Linked DNA regions of Mus musculus: regions 1 and 2 are each linked to region 3. A link is a contact called in public promoter capture Hi-C data. All regions are on one chromosome and are shown on one strand. Each heading gives the region's core, a stretch centred on a gene start, on an enhancer-like site or on the middle of the called end of the contact. The rest is flanking DNA. Distances are from core to core; before and after follow the strand shown. Region 1 holds the start of Spty2d1 (SPT2 chromatin protein domain containing 1). Region 2 holds the start of Ldha (lactate dehydrogenase A). Region 3 holds the start of Pold1 (polymerase (DNA directed), delta 1, catalytic subunit).

The links. Capture Hi-C pulls out chosen DNA fragments and counts their contacts.
Region 1: a contact with region 3 is called in a promoter capture Hi-C map of liver, with 2.9 times the contacts expected there. The contact joins the promoter of Spty2d1 here to the promoter of Pold1 in region 3. A contact is called at or near these places in 1 of 484 Hi-C or Micro-C datasets (CD4 T cells) and 2 of 9 other capture datasets (adipose tissue and liver).
Region 2: a promoter capture Hi-C map of adipose tissue shows a contact between it and region 3, with 2.8 times the contacts expected there. The contact joins the promoter of Ldha here to the promoter of Pold1 in region 3. A contact is called at or near these places in 5 of 39 promoter capture datasets (the 3T3-L1 cell line, the C10 cell line, cranial neural crest and 2 more), 1 of 115 datasets of contacts at active chromatin or transcription factors (astrocytes) and 2 of 9 other capture datasets (adipose tissue and liver).

What each region holds. Positions count from the first base shown.
Region 1 is chr7:47,006,070-47,010,460 of GRCm38.p6, forward strand. Spty2d1 (SPT2 chromatin protein domain containing 1) reads right to left here and starts at 2,345. Exons shown (of 6, transcript NM_175318.4): 1 at 2,006-2,345. The coding sequence starts at 2,065. Gm32031 (predicted gene, 32031) reads left to right here and starts at 2,485. Exons shown (of 2, transcript NR_166573.1): 1 at 2,485-2,524; 2 at 2,655-2,939.
Region 2 is chr7:46,844,114-46,848,110 of GRCm38.p6, forward strand. Ldha (lactate dehydrogenase A) reads left to right here and starts at 1,691. Exons shown (of 8, transcript NM_010699.2): 1 at 1,691-1,804; 2 at 3,483-3,632. The coding sequence starts at 3,507.
Region 3 is chr7:44,545,853-44,550,374 of GRCm38.p6, forward strand. It overlaps Pold1 (polymerase (DNA directed), delta 1, catalytic subunit), which reads right to left and starts at 2,963. Exons shown (of 27, transcript NM_011131.3): 1 at 2,903-2,963. It overlaps Nr1h2 (nuclear receptor subfamily 1, group H, member 2), which reads right to left. Exons shown (of 10, transcript NM_001285517.1): 9 at 4,448-4,522; 10 at 3,764-4,279. The coding sequence ends at 4,133.

The DNA of each region.
Region 1 (4,391 bases), core at 1,095-3,594, 2.5 Mb after region 3:
ATAGATGGGTCAGATTAAGCAAGATCATGGATTAAATTTAACACTATTTACCTTGTTTTATTCCAATTGATTTCTTTTTTATGGCTTTCATTCCGTGTAAAAGATAAAGAAGTTAAGGATGCACACTGAGCCAAACCTCTAAGTTTACTCTCTCTTTTAGGGGAGGGAAGGATGGTTTATAAATGTAAATCACTTCACAGAGTACAATCACAAAGCAACCAATACACGTACTCTCTAAGTATCACGCATTTAAAATTTTTCTGCTCTAGGATGATCTGTCTGCCCTTTTCCCAGAAGCTTTGGCTTTTAGTAATTCATTCATTCTCATTCTCTCTCTCTCTAATTCATTCATTCTCATTCTCTCTCTAATTCATTCATTCTCATTCTCTCTCTCTAATTCATTCATTCTCATTCTCTCTCTCTCTCCCTTCTTTTTTTTTAGTTTTTTGAGACAGGGTCTCTCTCCTTAGCCCTGACTGTCCTGGTGTAGACCAAGCTGGCTTTGGACTCACAAGATCCTCCTGCCTCTGTGAGTGCTGGTATTAAAGGTATGAGCCATTACACCCAACCAGATATTGGCTTTCTAAATCTGGGTTCTGATTCTTCCACAAGACAATTCTTGGGCACTAAAGCTAGTATCTGTTTTTGTTTTTTTGTTTTTCTTTTAAACTTTTCTCGAGATTCAAGAAAATTTAAGATAAAATACAGACCAAATTATGCAAACATGATTATGATATCTAACAGTAATGTGACTAGATAATCTACAAATGCATAAAGTACAAATGCATAAAGGCTTGTGCCCACAGCAAAACCTGCAAGGCTGATGAGATGTGGCTTAGCAGAATCTTATTGAGTGATTATTATCAGGGTGGGACATATATGTGTGTGTGTGTGTGTGTGTGTGTGCATGCATACAAATATAACTACGTTTACTCATTAATTTAGGTAGATATACTCAAGGGTTAAAAAATAGGCTGGATTTGACAGGAAGTGACAAGATAGGAAAAAATACTGCAACATACAAAATTAGGAAATGCAGAATCCAAGTGAGATCGCAAATTCCAACTGATTGACTCTAGAAGGTTCTTTTAAGTTGGACACTTCACAGATTAAATCTCGGGTATCACATTGCGATATATCGGTTTACAGCTGTTCTGTGGGTACCTTCTGGTGATCCAGAAATGAGTAGTTTATGCAAAACAGCTATAACCCCAGAAAGCAGATGTGGGACCACTTCAGTATTTACCTCTGAAAATACTATCAAACTCACACATTTACTGAGCAAACGGAACCTAAAAATCTGGAAGCCCACTAGGAAATGAAAGCTGAAAAAGGCTTTGCCCAATCCGTTCGCACAGGGAACCGATAGATCCAAGGGACATACGGCAAATAAAAGGTCTACCAGCACACCCGCAGCCCACATGATCACCTCACAGTTGGCTATGGATTTCCTGCAAAGCCCTGAACTCTTTCCAACAGAAGATACCTCCTTGGCAGGTGATACCATCTTTGGTTCAGTGGGTGGGGCCACGAACCGGAGAACGCTTTCAAGAAATCACAAAACGTTCACCTGGAAATCCGTATTCGACCCGCTAAAAGACCCAAAGGCTATCAGGACAAGTCCTTAAAGTTCTTAAAAGTCCCCGAGTTTCCTGACTATACTGGTCCTCAATTTAGGGGCTGAAGTTTATTCGACGCCAGGCGCTACTAATGCTACACAGTATTCAGTCAGGCGCGGCTTATCCCCCCCGACTTTGCGCAACTCTTAAAAACACCGAAAGCCGCAAAGCCTACTTTTCAGGGCACAGGAGCTGGCGAAAGCGACCCCAAGAAAGCGCTCCCTTTTCCATCCCCAGCTCCCGTGTACCCACACCTCCGCTAAAACTCCAGAAGAGGGCGTGCGTAGTTCAGGCTTTCCCGAGGCCGACAGACGCTCCCCGAGAAGTTCCACCCACCACACACGAACTTGACGCCCGGGTTTCCTACAGCAACCCCGGGGACTCACCGGTACGTGGTTGACACCTTGTCCTTTGGAAGCGATCAAGAGGATTTCCCTGAAGTCCATGTCTGGCCGAAGAGAAAAGCCCGGCTGGGCCGGGGACTCGGGACGCGGTGGATGCGAGTCTTGCCTCTCGCTGAGCCTAAGCGCTACTGACTGGCTTGCCTTGGTGGCCCTTCTCTCGCCGCCCCTCGACACCGACACTTCCGGCGCCTTCTAATGCCGTGTACCGCCCCCGCGCTGCCGCCGAATACGAAGTATGTGTGTGTATGTATACACACATACACACACACACTCACACACACACGCTCAGCGCCTCCGCAGCGCTCGCAAGTATTTGCGCAACTTCCGCTTTCGGAGATAAGACACGGAAAACGGGTACGTGGCCGTTGGCGTTGGCTCAAATGGGTGGGACTGAGGCTTTTACTAGCCAATCAGACGCAAAATGGCAGTTTAGGGGTGTGGCTAAAGGGGGCGGGGAGAGCGGTCAGCCCGAGGATCTTCGCGGCGAGAGAGGGTTTCAGTGTGAGATCCGGGGAGGGTGGGGTGGGAGGGGGGGGGGTGGAGAAGAAGAGAGACCCGACCCCCTTCTAGAGCTGGGCTCTGTAGGTGTCACGCGTGGATGTACAGATTCCAAATGACGGTATTCCAACAGCTGGTGCGACAGGTCTGGAGCAAGGGATCTCGGTTTCGTTTCGCTGGAGCCCCGAAGCTACGCATGCGCACAAGAATCCTGTCCCTGGGACGCCAGTTATCTCCTGGAGGCACCTGATGTTCTTTTAAAAACCTAGGGAAAGAGCGAAGACCTTCGTCACATGCCAAGCAGAACTTGACTCTGACGCACTGCAGAATATAGTGCATTCATTGGGAGTCTAGCCTGACTTTCTTTTGCGTTATCTTGAATTTGGTCATTTCGACTCAATAAAGTAGACGTGAATAACTAGGTATACCTGAGTCTGGGGGTGGGAATGGGCTACGGACCGGTTTGGTGTGATGGAAATACCCCTAAACTGGACTGTGGGGGTGGCTGCATTATTTACTATTTTTTGTACAGCTGAAAGGGTGAGTGTATACAATAGACCTTATTCTGTGATGATGTGAGCGCCTGTATTGGAATGGCTCCACTTCAGGCTGAGTAAAAGACCAAGATGAAGCCTGCCTTCCCCCTAGAATTTTAAATTTCCTTTCCTTTCCTTTCCTTTCCTTTCCTTTCCTTTCCTTTCCTTTCCTTTCCTTTCCTTTCCTAGACAAGGTTTGTCTGTGTAGCTCTGGCTGTACTGAAATTACTCTGTTGACTAGGCTAGCCTCACACTCACAGAGTTCCACCCGCCTCTGCTTCCCAAGTGCAAGGATTAAAGGCATGCACCATCACTGGCTGGCAGTGTAGAAATTTTTCTCTTCCTCAGCCTCAGATATCTTAAGAACCCGCCCCTAACTCAACATAATATTCCTTTTATAGATACTTTTTTTGTACTTATAGATGCTTTTTAATACATACGTATATACATTTTTGTGTGTGAGTGTTTTTGCCTGTATATTAGTAAGGGCTCCATAGAATACCAGAACTTAGTTGTGCACTACTAAACAGGGCATGTCTCTTCCATGTTAAATTAGCTCATCTGAGCTGCTGTAAATGTGTACCCATGAAACTGTCAGTAACTATATAGTAGTAATGAGCATGCGTATATGTGTGTGTGCGTGTGTGTGTGTGTGTGTGTGTGTGTGTGCGCGCGCACACGCATGCGTGTGTGTCAGAGAGAGAGAGAGAGAGAGAGAGAGAGAGAGAACATGCACAGTAGCTAATGTTAAATTACTGCCGCTGCTTGTGGTAATTCAGTCAGGAGTAAGGGAATGGCAGAACCCCTATCTGTATTAGTCAGGGTTCTTTAGAGTCACAGAACTTATGAAATGTCTCTATAGTGAGGGAATTTATTGTGATTATTTACAGTTTGTAGTCCAACGATGGCCAACTATGAATGGGAAGTCCAAGAATCTAGTACTTAGTCCCACAAGGCTAGTCGTCTTGGCTGGTCTTCTGTGGAAGTTCCAACAGATCTCCTAGCAAGTAAGTTAAGGCAAAAAAAAAAGTGATTCTTCCTTCTTCCAGTGTCCTTATATAGGCTCCAGCATAAGGTGTGGCCTTGCATAAGGTGTGGTCCAACGTAAGGTGTGGCCCAGATTAAAGGTGTGTGTGTACCACCAAGCCTGGATCTGGGACTTGCTTTGCCCCAGGCTGACCTTGAACTCAGAAATTTCCTTGCCAAGATCCAGGTCAGAAACTTGTGTCTTCCAGCTTCAAGATCTGGATCACAGGTGAGCCCTCCAATTCTGGATTGTAGTTCATTCCAGATATAGTCAAGTTGACAACCGTTACACTACCTTTACAAGGAGA
Region 2 (3,997 bases), core at 441-2,940, 2.3 Mb after region 3:
GTGTTCTGCATGGGGTCCAGAGTCCTACTCCTTACCTGTGAGGGGGTCCCTGAAGGGTGCACAGGCCACAGTATAGGGTGATGAAAAGAGGGAGTTTCCATTCTGTGGGTATATGGGTCTAAGGGAAGGGAAGAAACAGTATCCCTTCCCAGAATCCTTCTGGGGTCAAAGGAGCTTGTGTGCACATGAGGTTTCCACACGTGTGTTTTCCGCACAAAGCAATTTCCTAGCAGATGAACCTGGCCTGGGCATCTGATAACCCAGTTTACATTCTGCTTAGAGCACTGTATTCCACAGGTTAATAGTTCAGTCCCATGGGACTGCCCCCAATCTAAGACCATAAGCACAAGTAGTTACTACATCTCCACCTGTGCTTCCCCCTCACCACTCTACACTGAGGTATCCACAAGGCTCTCCTCTTCCTCTTGCTTGCTACTTGCTCTGGTGTCTCTTAGAACTCACCTTCACTTTTTTCTTTTAAAAAGTTAAATTTCATTTCTCTTGTTCTGACTTTTTTAAAAAAATAATTTTAACTATATATAGGGGGAGAGAGACTCTATGAAGGTCAAGAGGGTATTGGAACCTCTGGATCTGGAGTTACAAGCTTTTGTGATATTAATGGCAGAGCCATCTCTCCAGGTCCAACTGTTTGACTTTTTAATTTTTTTAAATTTGCGCTCTGCTGAGGGACTCAGGCCTTGGTGTATGCAAGACAAGTGTCCCTGTCCTGGCCACACTCCTAGCCTGTTGTTTGTTATAAAAGAGATCACAAGGGATACAGACAAGCGAAAATAAGGGGGGGCTGTGAGCTTCATTCCCTCTCACATGATCCCTGCATATCCAGCACCCTGCAACCAGCTTGTTCAAATCTTGCTCAAGACTGTAATAGACCTTAATCTGCAGTGAACACATCCCTTCCGGGGAGATGGGTGAGCAGGGTTGAAAGTCACAGTTCTTCCCATCACTAAGGAAATCAAAGCAGTTGCAAACTCCATTTCACATCCTATCAGTGGTGGAGTACCTTAAGATTCACATACGGTTGATCGGGAGCTGGGAGAGGAACAGGAACTGGCCTCACAGCTTAATGAGACCTCTAGAAAGACGTTTAAAGGCAGAGGGGGTGTGTGAAAACAAGCAAGGGCCCTGATACTCCTTGGTAAGGCTAAACACAAATGCCTGCGGGATGGCATGGGAGAGGGCAGATATGGATGTAAGCTGGCAAGCCATCAGAAGCTGAGCCGCACCCCCCTCCCCCCATGGTTTGGGAGATGGAAGTGGGGCAGGAGAAAGGCCCATCTGATAGGCTGCTATGGCGGATAGACCGGCACGGTGCTGGCATGTGCTTTCACACAATATTTACTGAAGGCCTGTTGCTTGCCAGGAGTTGTTCCCGGCGCCGGGAACAGCAATGAAGAAAGTGACCAGGGTTTTTTCTGAGTCTCACAAGTTTTCCGGTGAAGGAGGCGGAGGATCGATGCATTTCGGGCTCCTGCTTCTGAGGCTGAGGAGCATGTCGGGTTGGCCTTTCTTTGGGGTGTCGCAGCACACGTGGAGCCACTCTTGCAGGGACATCGTGCTGCGCGCGCCGCCCCGGTCTCGGTGGCGCCTAGCCCGGCTGGACGCCCGCCCCCGGCCCAGCCTACACGTGGGTTCCCGCACGTCCGCTGGGCTCCCACTCTGACGTCAGCGCGGAGCTTCCATTTAAGGCCCCGCCCGCGTGCTGCTCTGCGTGCTGGAGCCACTGTCGCCGAGCTCGGGCCACGCTGCTTCTCCTCGCCAGTCGCCCCCCCATCGTGCACTAGCGGTACGGTTGGGCCCCACGCTGCCGGCACAGGGGGTCCCTATCCGGGGTGGAGGTGCAGGGTGTTCAGATTTGGGCACGCGTGGGCTACTGTGCTTTGGGGAACTGAGCAGGCGGCCCCACCCAGCCTGGGGCGGCGAGACCCGTGTAAAGAGGACTAAGGGGTGGCTGGCCTGAAGGTTGGGAGCCACCGAACGGGGGCGAGGGAGCGGTGCGAAACTTGAGCTCCCGTAACTCGAGCCCATGGGGGCCGAAAAAGCCTTGGCACGTCCGGGGCGGGTGCTTCGGAGCAGCCGTGCGGTTTGCATTTTCCTTTGCGTGGGCTCGGTGGAGTGGTTGTTTCCTGCAGATTATAGGGCGCTCTTGCCCTAAACGCATTTTGTTAAGAGGCTCGCTCCTGGTGTGACTGGGGATCGTGCTAAGCGCGCTGCGTGCGGAGAGGAAGCGGGAAGAGTCGCAGTCCTTCCTCTGCACCCTAGACGGAAGGAGGAAACCTGTAGCTGAGAGGCCTGCGACACCCATCGGGTCGTAGGTGGGAAGTAGAGGCACCCTGTCCTAATAGAGCACAGACTTGAGGTTTGCGTGAAGTAGATTCTCTGAGGGAAGAGCCCCACGCCCTGCCCCCAGTCAGCAGAGACCTCACAAGGCTGTCTAGAAATAGCAGCGGTTGTAAGGAGACCGGATTCCTGCTTGATGGCCCTAGGCTGCTTGCCCAGAGATCTTGTCCAGTCCTTTTGCACTTTGGAACGATTTCAAAAATAGACATGGTGCTTGCTGGGAAAGGTGGCCATCGCGGGGGTGGGAGTGGGCTCCAGGCCTCAGGCCCTCCGCAATTGTATCCCCATTTTGGAACTGAAGAAATTTCCCTTAGCGGCCACATCCTGGGTAATGAGGCCCCGCCCTGGTGGGTGAAGGCCCTAATCCTGTTAGTGGCATTTGAGATCTCACTCTGGCACCAGGCTAAGGTGGCTGCCAGCTCCACTTCACCGCGCTTGTGCTTTGGGCTCTAGTAAGGGCCAAACTTTGACGCCGAACTGCCTGCCAGAGGTCTCATCCATGGCCAGCAGTCGCTAGACCTATATATATGACACCTGATTCTGAAATTGCGCACGCGCACTGCCTTCCCCCGCCTGCCAGTCTTCTGGATCTGGGCTGGTCATACAACTTGGGTTCTTGCGGGGGTGGGGGGGTTAGGAAGGAAGCTTGCGCGTGCGCAGGCTTAAGCACGTTGCTATGCCTTGGGGTCGCACCTTGTGGCCGTTATTGGCGCCCTCTGCTCTTGATTTTTGGTACTTCCTGGAGCAACTTGGCGCTCTACTTGCTGTAGGGCTCTGGGTGATGGGAGAAGAGCGGGAGGGCAGCTTTCTAACCATATAAGAGGAGATACCATCCCCTTTTGGGGTTCATCAAGATGAGTAAGTCCTCAGGCGGCTACACGTACACGGAGACCTCGGTATTATTTTTCCATTTCAAGGTGAGAGCCTTCCTGGTGAGAGCCAGACCACACCCTGGCGCTGGCTATTCTTGGTTTTCCACTTCTGTTCTTTGTCACATTGTCACTTAATGGAAAAGGAGTCCAAAGGTAGCAAAGTCAGCGTTTTTTTTTTTTTTTTTTTAAATACAGGGACTTGGTGAGTATACCTTGGGCAGGTTACAATGACACACGGTGTATACCCCTTAGGTCTCAAAAGATTCAAAGTCCAAGATGGCAACCCTCAAGGACCAGCTGATTGTGAATCTTCTTAAGGAAGAGCAGGCTCCCCAGAACAAGATTACAGTTGTTGGGGTTGGTGCTGTTGGCATGGCTTGTGCCATCAGTATCTTAATGAAGGTAAGTGGAGATCCTTCATGGCCCAAGCCTATGGGTGGGGTGTGGGGGAGAGGACATCCCTACATTGTCACATTGTATGTAAAACTATCAAGGTTTGCACACACTCAGTCATCTGTGAAACATTTTGCAACATAATGATACACAAGAAAGGGATTATCCAAAGTAACTGACAGCCGGGCGCCTTTAATCCTCGCACTTGCGAGGCAGAGGCAGGTGGATTTCTGAGTTCGAGGCCAGCCTGGTCTACAAAGTGAGTTCCAGGACAGCCAGGGCTGTCTCCAAAAATAAAATAAAATAAAATAAAATAAACCACCAAAGTAACAGCGTCAAAGTATATACCTTTTCTTCTACTTTCTCAGTTACAT
Region 3 (4,522 bases), core at 1,713-4,212:
GTGGGTAAGAGCACCCGACTGCTCTTCCGAAGGTCAGGAGTTCAAATCCCAGCAACCACATGGTGGCTCACAACCATCCTTAACAAGATCTGACTCCCTCTTCTGGAGTGTCTGAGGACAGCTACAGTGTACTTACATATAATAAATAAACAAAAAAAAAAAAAAAAAAAAAAGAAAATTCTTGGGGGCTGGTGAGGTGGTTCAGAGCACTGGCTGCTCTTGCAGAGGACCTGGGTTCGGTTCCCAGCACCAGCTCATCAGTAACTCCAATTCCAGAGGATCTGACAGCAAGGGTTACTACAGGCACTGCATGCACATTGTGCTCGTATGAACACACAGGCAAACACTCCAAAGTATAAATAAATCAATCTTAAAAAGCTCTTGGACCAGAAACCTGCTAGCTTCTAGAGAGTGAGGAGACTGTTGGTATCTGAGGATGTATGGAGGAATGTTCTGGATGGAGTTTGCCTCCCACACACTTGTGCAGTTGACTAAATAGAAATCACACCTCAGTCAAAAACCACAGGTGTTAAAAGCTGCAAGCAATTCCTTATGCAAGGGTTGACCCTAATAGGTCAGGGCACATGAAGAACCTGATTTTACAAGGTTATTTCCGGTACCATTGTTTAAAATCTCTAAGGACTGGAAACCACCTAAATGTCCTCCCCAGGGGGACAGTTTCAAGAGTCCCTTAGTACTATTCAATGGAGTACTATGCAGCTGTATAAAGAAATGAGGAAGCCATACGATAATGTGAAAGGTCTCAAAGAGGCTTTGTCTCTAGTAGGTAAATCAAGGCGTGGAATGGCCTGCTTCTACTTTTGTTTTATATTTTAAAAAAGACAAAGACATCTAAAGAAAGGATTATCCTGCGGCTAGTTACCTGGGAAGCCTAGATGGGAGGATCGTGAGTTCAAGCTTAGCCCCACACTGTATTGCAAGATCAGATTTTAAAAAGCTGGGGGGTAAGGCTCTGTGTTTGGAGTAGGGACTGCAGGTGCCCTGCCAGTCTCCTAAGTATAGGAGAAGCCAGTCAAGGAAAGGCAGGCAGGACCTGCACTGCCCCATGTCGAGCTGGCAGATCAGGTCCCTGTGCTGATGCAAGCAGATGCTGCTTTTAGGGGACCCTGGGTAGGGTGCTGGTGGTGAAATATCATGCCAGCTACAACTTCCAAACAGTTCAACCAAACACACAAGTTCACGCGCTGCACTAATAAAGCTGCAGGACACCACTGAGGACCACTGACATGGGGACATGGCTTTGCACTGCACAGAAAATGAGCATCCCTCCATCACCAGGTCAGGAAGCATGCGCGCGCGCGCGCGCACACACACACACACACACACACACACACACACACAGCTCCGGAAGGAGGCGGGGGAAGCAGTGGAGCTGGCTCCCACAGACCAGAGTGGGAAGGCGGTGCTATGACAAACAGTAGCTTCGCCAGTAAGTCACTCACAACATACCTCCCAGATATAAGCCAATCCATACTGGATCTGCCATTACCCATAATCCAAGCTGTATGCCTCAAAGGCAAATTCAAAGCCAAGTCTGAGCTAGAAAGCCTGAGTCTCAAAAGCCAGTAGAGGTCTGGGGGTTTAACTCAGCAGGGCTCAATACTGAGTCCCACCCCAACCCCTCACTGAGGGATTCTAGGCTGTACCACTAACTACATCCTGGCTCTCTTATTCATTTTGAGACATCATCTCACCAAGCTGCCCTAGCAGGCTTAGAACATGCCATCCTCCTGCCTCCAAAGGCTGAACAATTGTTTCATGTCACCTCTCCCAGGGCTGCCAGATCCAAGGATTCCTGTACCTCTCCTGGAGGGGTGGCCCCTTAAGCTCCTCCACTCCCACAAACTGCTTCTGTCACCTCAGTCTCCCCTTTTCCCGGACAGGGATGTTCTTGGAGGCACAACGTTCCCATTCCCCTCAGGACAGTCAGACCCAGGTGCAAGCCCCACTCGCTAGAGGGATGCTCTCTGAAGCTGCAGCATCCTGCAGGACAGCTGTCTTCACTCCCACTCCCGCTGTGGTGATGGTGGCACACTAAAACAGTAACCATTCATTTTCCCCAGGGTACCTCACACACTGCCAGCTTCACACCTGGCTCCTCCCCTGGGACCCTGCAGTGACAGTTGCTCTGGGACTGTGGGATATGTCTCACCTCCCCCACCAAACACCAAACTGGGTAAGCAGACTGTCCCATCTAGTATCAATTTGCTTGTTCTATTTAGTATATAAAGCATCACATGGGGCCCGATGTGACAGCGGAATGGATATTTGAGCTTGTTGGCCAAGCTGAACAGCCTGAGTTAGATCTTAGGGAATCCACATAGCGGAAAGAGACAACGCCACAAAGTTGTCCTCAGATCTCCACGTGCGCATCATAGCGCACGCACTAAGAAAAAAAGAAAAGGCTCTAAGGCATTACTTTTCCTCCCATTCCTACTTTTTAAAAAAAATTTGGGGTTTTGAGGCAGGGTTTCTCTTGTGTATCCCTGGTTATCCTGGATCTCACTCTGTAAACTAAACTAGCCTCAAACTCGGAGATCCGCTTGTCTCTGCCTCACGAGTGCGGGGGATAAAAGTGCGCCACTATTCCCGGCTCATTCCTACTTCTTGCTGGACTTTCTGATACCGTCGCCTTGTCTCTCGAACAGCGGAACAGGCACCAACGCCCTGCACCTCCGGCCCCTCCCTCCTGGCTAGCGTGCACGCCGCTGAGCCCACACCCGGACAGTCCAGCGCACCCCAGGTCCTAAGCTCCAGGGGATCTGTCCTTTGCATTGCCAGCCTTGCTCTATCCTTCCCCCAGCTGCAGACATTCTGCGAGCACTCTGCTCGAGGCGTCAGCTGCGCGACCGAGCGCCCCATACTCTTCTTCCTTACTTACCGCCTCAAACAGCTTTTCCCGCCACAAGATACGCCGCCGTGACCCCTGAACCCTCTGCGCGCAGGCCCAGAGCTGCGGCGCGCCCGCTGGGTCCCGCCCCTAGCCCGCTTGGGCGATCAAACCACGTCCCACTCTGGAGGACCCACAACCACGCCTCTCGCAAGTGGCCCCGCCCCATGACGCTAACGGAACAAGGACACGCCCCCAGCATCCTGGCTCTTAGGGGTTTGGCCTGCGGTCCCCGAGCGCCCACTGCAGGAGCGTTAGAAGACTGCCACAGTGGATGCTACCCTGATGCTTTGCTAGAAGCAAGCTTCTTTTCTGTTTTCCTCAGAGTCCCTACACGCCCAGGTTCTTGTATAACTTCTGTTGCCCCACAAATCATTTCCTGACTTATGACACTCATGGCCAGATGCAGTCCTCAGCTTTTGAAAACCTGGCCCTAAGAAGTGTTCTTTTGGGCTGGTGAGATGGCTCAGTGGGTAAGAGCACCCGACTGCTCTTCCAAAGGTCCGGAGTTCAAATCCCAGCAACCACATGGTGGCTCACAACCACCCATAATGAGATCTGATGCCCTCTTCTGGTGTGTCTGAAGACAGCTACAGTGTACTTACATATAATAATAAAATAAATAAAATTAAAAAAAAAAAAAAAAAAAAAAAGAAGTGTTCTTTTGAGACCCTCCTCTTAAAGTTCCTCTCCTTTTCCACTGGCCTCCATCCGCCTTAGTGTCTCAAACTATGCTGTATGAAGATAACCTGTCTTCGGCGGAGCGACCCCTACCCCTGTGGCCTGAACCTAGACCAAGCGCAGTCACCTGGGCAGAGAGATGGCCCACCCTCTCCACACTGGGCTCAGGAATGGCTTGTACTCAAACTTTATTTTTGTTTTTTTATTAAATAAAAGGGGCAGAAGAGAGGGCCTGTGGTCTCCCAACTGTGGGGGGCCACCTGCCCTAACCTCTCTCCACTCAAGGTGCATGGTGTGGTAGGCTGAGGTGTAAGCGTGGGTGGGAGGGCAGCTGGGAACGGTCAGAGGCTAGGACCTGTGACCCTCACCACTCTTGGAAGACTCAATGGGTGGGGTGGGGCCTTCTAGTGCCAACTGCCGCTGAGTTTGAGGCTGAGCCCGAGGGACTGGGCCGTGACAATGTCCTCCCACCCCAGGAGGAGAGGTGAAGAGTCCATCTTCAAGAAGACACCACCAAGGCTGGGGCACTTGTGGCTGCCCCTACTCGTGCACATCCCAGATCTCGGACAGCAAGGGCGGCAGCTTCTTGTCCTGGAGTCGCAATGCAAAGACCTGCTCCGAGTGCACGGAGCTGAGGGTGCGCAGGCTCACCAGCTTCATGAGCATGCGTGGGAAGCGGAGCTGGTCCTGCAGGGAGAGGAGGCAAGTCGGTCCTGCTGGGGCCCTGTCCTGCAAAGCCAGCTTTGTCTGGAAAGCCAGCACCCTGAGTGGTCAGGCCCCAGGCTCAGTGTGCCCAACATGTGCCACTGGACCCCAATACTGAGACTGCTCATATACAACAGGCAGCTCCCGTACCTGTGGGCGCTTGATCCTCGTGTAGGAGAGGAGCGCCTCCACGTAGGGCTGCTGCAGGGCCTCCACACGGCTGGG